Linked DNA regions of Triticum aestivum: region 1 is linked to region 2. The links are chromatin contacts, called in public Hi-C maps. All regions are on one chromosome and are shown on one strand. The core of a region is the stretch at or near the end of the contact, and the rest is flanking DNA. Distances in the headings are between cores, read along the strand shown. Region 1 has its middle 12 kb from the start of LOC123116407. Region 2 holds the start of LOC123112412 (beta-glucosidase 30).

Region 1 (2,702 bases), core at 135-2,634, 240 kb after region 2:
TCACCGTCTAAATAAAATATTAGGACAAAATGAACATTTTCTTGGACCTAAAAATGCAATTTTGAAGACGTGCAATTTTTCCTAAATTCAAATAAAATAGGAAAAACTCCAAAATAAACCTTATTTGATTTTTTTATTAAATCCTCAATATTTATTTATTTTTTGGAAAGTCATTTTATTCCCTCTCTCATATATTTATAATCGAAATAATTGAAGATAAAATAAATAAAATCAAACGATCCTATTTTCAAAATTCGAGAAACTCAAATATGAAAATAACGAAATCTCCAACTCTCTCCGAGGGTCCTTGAGTTGCGTAGAATTTCTAGGATCAAACCAAAAGCAAACAAAAATATGATATGCATTGATGATCTAGTGTATAACATTCCAAATTGAAAATTTGGGATGTTACATCGATGTATGCAGTAATAGCAGTAGATGCTGGTAGGAGTCGGTCTACTAATCTTGGACGTGATGCCTATATACATGATCATTGCCTTGGATATCGTCATAATTATTTGTTTTTTTGTCAATTACCCAACATTAATTTGTCTACCCACCGTATGATATTTTCTCGAGAGAAGCCTCTAGTGAAATCTATGGCCCACGGGTCTATTTCCTATCATATTATTTTCAGATCTATTTATCCAAAAATCCAAAAATACCTTGCTACATTTTTCTTTCTTTATTTTATTTTGTGTTTTAGTTAGATCTATTTATCAAATCCAATACAATTTAATCTATCTCAATACCGAGGAGGGATTGACAACCCCTCTTACGCATTGGGTTGCAAGTTTTTGTTGTTTGTGTGCAGGTGTTGTTTACATAGTGTTGTTTGGTTCTCCTACTGGATTGACAACCCCTCTTTGGGAAATTACCAACGCAGATATAAGCAATCACCCACTAGCTCGTCGCCCTTTCAAGTTTGAATTTGGGATGGCTGCAATGGAGAAGCTTTGGAGACATAATCAAGAATGTATGAGACAGACCCGCCGTTGGTCAAACACCTATTCAGAGATGGAACTTTAAATAGGGCCATCAGACAATACCTTTCGGATGGGCGAAACACATCATCGAGATGTACAAAAAAGAAAGCAACGTCTATCTGCAATTATTGACGACCTCAACAGAATTGTAGAGACTCGCATCTTGTCTCAAGAAAAGATTAAACTGAAAACCAATTGAATGAGAAGATTGTGCGTCTTCCGCAAGAAGAGGAATCAAATATTACAAAAGATCAATAATGGTCTCCATAGGAAGAAATGTATTTTTAGTCCCCAACAAGATGAGGGGCGAACCGGAGGTCAAGCAAGGCTCAAAAATTATATCACCAAATACTACAAATCTCCGTTTGGGCTCCATATGAAGGGAATTTCACCCTGTGCCAGCCTGAACATGTGCTATTTCACAAGTCACAGCAGAAGAAAATAATATCCTTATGCCACCTTTATCTGAAAAGGAGATGAATGTTGTGGTGTTCCAAATGGTCTTGATGGCTTCCCTGCAGAATTCATTATAATTTCTTGGATATCATCAAGACTCACCTTTTAAAGTTGTTCAATTGTCTTCATGCTGTCCAACCCGACTTATCCACGCTTAATTTTGCCGAGTTTGTTTTGTTGCCAAAAGTAAGGAGTACAAGGGGTGCCTTGGCAAAATATAAAAGGTGCAGACCAAGGAGATAGTGAGGTGGCAACCCTCTCCATCGGATATTATAAAGTTGAAGTTGATGCGACTTTTGTACCGGGACAAACAAGAGGAGCATGTGGCAAGAAATAGTCTCGACGAGGTGATGCAGCTATGCTGGGACAGGTACCACACGCTTATGATGCATTCGGTGTTGAACTTAGAGCTCAGGAGATGGCCATTGGTGTGGTTGCTGAGCTGGGAATTGTGAGGCTTATCATTAAGACAGACGCGTTGCTTGTGACACAAGCCCTGAACAGAAGGAAGCCGGACTTTTCCATGCAGGTGCAGGTGATCGAAGACATTAAAGTCTAGAGGAACATGTGGTTCTCGTCATGTGAAATCACTCACTGTAGTCGTGAGGTTAACTAGGCAGCACACCACCTGGCAAAGGTAGGCTTAAATTCCCCTGTAGAGGGGTGTACTCATGTATGATGATGATGTGCCAGCTGAACTGGGTGTGATCGTATCGGGCGATGGTGACCATGTCGTTGCGTAATAAAGGAAGTTACTTTCAAACAAAAAGTAAAGAGGTTGAGCAGATCCATCAATATAGACCCATATGTTTCCTTAATGTCACAATGTCATCCTAAATTTTTTCACCGAAGTAGCAACTAATAAGCTTAACATAGTTGTTGACCATGCCGTCCAGCCATCACAAACAACTTATATCCTTATGAGCCACAGTTAATATGGGATGGAGTGAGTATTTGTTAAGCATGAGAGAAGGGTAAATCCTATTTATTGCGTCAAGCATCAGTTAAGGTCCTAATCGTAGAAATCATTCACACATTCCCTACGGGGTTCCAAAGTGGGCCAGGTAATGTAGTGTTTTTTCTATTGGTTTTGGGAATCTTACAGAATGTTGCTTTGGTTTTTCCGTCGTGTTTTCACTTTTAGTTTTTAGGATGAGTTTTGTGTGGGTTTTGCCTTTTTCATATTTTTTCTCACTTCAAAAAATCATGAAATTTTTCAAAATTGTGTTTATTTGAATTCATTAACCTTTTTAAAATTGT
Region 2 (2,745 bases), core at 213-2,712:
ACAATCTTTTCACTGAGGAAGCCACCGTATTTGTCCTCTAGCCCCAGGGGTGTGTCCCAGTGATGCAGTGTGACATATGGCTTCAAGCCTACCATGTGGAAGAAGAGAAAACAGTTAATTTCTTGGTGAAAAACAGTGTAAGGAATAGGGTATAGTACTCCCTCCGGTCCTTTTTACTCTGCACATTGAATTTGCCGAAAGTCAAACTTAGCTAAGTTTAACCAAATTTATATTAGAAATTAATAGCATCTATAATATTTTATAAATATAATATGAAAATATATTTCGAGATGAATCTAATGATATTGGCGTTGTTATGTAAATGTCAATAATTTTTTACATAAACTTGGTCAAAGTTGGATGAAATTGACTTCAGACAAACTTAATATGCAGAGTAAAAAGGACCGGAGGGAGTACAACAAATTATTTGAAGCCAATAGGGGAGAGAGAGATTAAAAAAAAAACACCTTTAGCTATGACCTCATTGATAAGTCTGTTGTAAAATGCAATCCCCTCTTTGTTCACTCCTCCACTCATGGAACCAGCTGCGAGTAGTGAACCAAAGAGAGAGATGATAAATTGATAAGATGCCCAAAGACAAATATAATTAGAATGTTTCTATCACATTCGCACGTACTTGGCAGGATCCTGCTCCACGCGATGGAGAACCGGAAGGCATCCATGTTCATGTCCAACACCAACTTCAGATCCTCCTGTAATCACGGATCGGAGCCAGGTTAATTACTTACTTTCTAAAATTAATGTCGAACGCTCTACACGGGCATATGAGAAATGAGAGTAGCTCACCTTGTACCGATGGTAAAAGTCTAGCGCTACGTCTCCATTGCCACCGTCTGCAATCTTGCCTGCAGGGCAACATACAGTTTTGTTTATAGCTTTTTACTAACTGATATTATCTCAAGATTAAAACTGATGTCTGTCTTTGGAGAAGAGATATTTGAGCCTAGCACTGCTTCCATGACTTAGTTTATCGGAGTATATGTGGGGAATTAAGCTACATTGGTGTAGATCGATGCACCAGAGCGTGTACCTGGAGTATGGGCGAACTTGTCCCACACCGTCGGCCCCCGGCCACCTTCCTTGACGGCGCCTTCGTACTGCACGGAAGCCATCGCCGATGAGTACGTGCGTGGTAATGCATCTACGGTCGGTACGTGGCTGGAGCGCATGCACGGACCTGGTAGGCTGCGGAGCCGGTGCCGAAGACGAACCCCTTGGGGAAGCTGTGCCTGCTAAACGGCGCCTTCACCGGCGTAGCCGGATGGGGACCGCCGCCCGCCGACGCATGGGCGCCGCCACCGCTGGACGCGAGAGCCAGGAGGGCGAGGAGCAGAGCGGGGAGAACCTGGCGCTTACCCATTAATTCTCCCTGCTGCCTCCCACCCGTTGGACACTGCGGCCAATGGGATGAGTGGTTGCCTATGGGCTATGGCTATGTGCTGCGCGCACCCTCCGTTATATAGGGAGCTGGCTCGAGTCGTCCATGGCCTGGCTCGCTCTACAGAGAAAATCGTCCGTGGACCATGAGCACGTCGTGTAGCCCGGATACGGCGGGAGCTGGCGGACGGGTCCGGCTCACAGCTGGGAGGCGATCACCGTCCGAGTCCGACGCAGGCCAATAGTGGCACACGTGAGCGTCGTGCACCTCGCGGTGGATTTTTATTCCTTTTCTCGAAACGGAGTGGACCTCGATCGTGGTGAGGAGTTCGTGGGCGCAGTTGGTTGGATGGGAGGATAGAATCAATCACATGCGATGCGGTGATCGCAGCACAGCTGCAGCTGCAGGGATCGAACAGTGTCTTTGCCGTTTCGGGTGAGCGGTTTGTGTTGCCGCGATCGGCCGGGGATCCAGATTTGCCAGGACGAAGTGGACAGGACGGGACCAGATGGAGCAGATAGGAGACATCCATGCATGGCCTGACGGACGAGCAACTTGGCAGCTTAACTGAAGTGAGAAATGGCGAAGCAAATGTAAAAGAAGGAAGGGAAAAAACTGCGTAAGCAGATGGTTGAGCTGGCGCGCGGTCAGGTACACCGGTGATGGCTTGATGGGCACGGGCAACAAGGAGGGATTTGCAAATGGCGACGGAGCAACTGTTCACGGTGATCCGATAGGATAGACGGAACGCGACGCGCGACGGACCACTTCGGGCTTGGCTGCTTCCAATCATTCTTCCTTCCTTCTTCACATGCCCGTGCAGCATCGCCTGGACGCGGATCGCCCCGCCACGTCCGAATCCAGAAGCGGTAGCTTCACTTGGAAATTGGAATGTTTTTTTTTCTATTTACGGATTTCTCTCCTCCTTTCGCTTACAAATCAAGCATAGAATTTACATTCCAAAAAATTATAACCGTCTAAAATTCTTGTAAAATTCGTTTGGATCAAGGCGCATGCAGCCCTGACTCCGATGACGGTGCCCGTGTTAGGTGTTAGGGTTTCCTTCTTTTACTCGGATGAAAGAGGAGGCTCCGAGGTGGAGGGAGTTGCACAAACCACCACTTATTGGAGTTAGTGTTGCATAAAACACCTACTATACAAATTTATTGCGAAAAACACCACATATTGATGTAATACATTGCAGATAGGTCTAATTTAGTGTTTAGATACTTTGACATAATTCCAGACAAATAGGTCCCACTTGTAAGAGCAATTCTAATCGGCTGATGCAAACGAACATGATTTTTGTCCGTTTGGGTCGGCCGAGTAGATGCGCGTGTCCGATT

Evidence for each region. A called contact is a pair of places that touch in the nucleus more often than the background predicts.
Region 1: a Hi-C map of leaf shows a contact between it and region 2, with 6 times the contacts expected there. The contact joins the enhancer-like site here to the promoter of LOC123112412 in region 2. A contact is called at or near these places in 4 of 5 Hi-C or Micro-C datasets (leaf and an unstated tissue) and 1 of 1 datasets of contacts at active chromatin or transcription factors (leaf).

The regions. Positions count from the first base shown.
Region 1 is chr5B:453,085,812-453,088,513 of IWGSC CS RefSeq v2.1, forward strand. No RefSeq gene overlaps it. Among protein-coding and RNA genes, the nearest start is that of LOC123116407, 12 kb to the right of the region's middle. Within about 2 kb of position 1,385, at least 1 of the 8 cell types and tissues checked has an H3K27ac peak or open chromatin away from gene starts, as enhancers often do.
Region 2 is chr5B:452,850,192-452,852,936 of IWGSC CS RefSeq v2.1, forward strand. It overlaps LOC123112412 (beta-glucosidase 30), which reads right to left and starts at 1,463. Exons shown (of 7, transcript XM_044533392.1): 1 at 1,199-1,463; 2 at 1,052-1,118; 3 at 808-866; 4 at 638-713; 5 at 468-545; 6 at 1-88. The coding sequence starts at 1,381.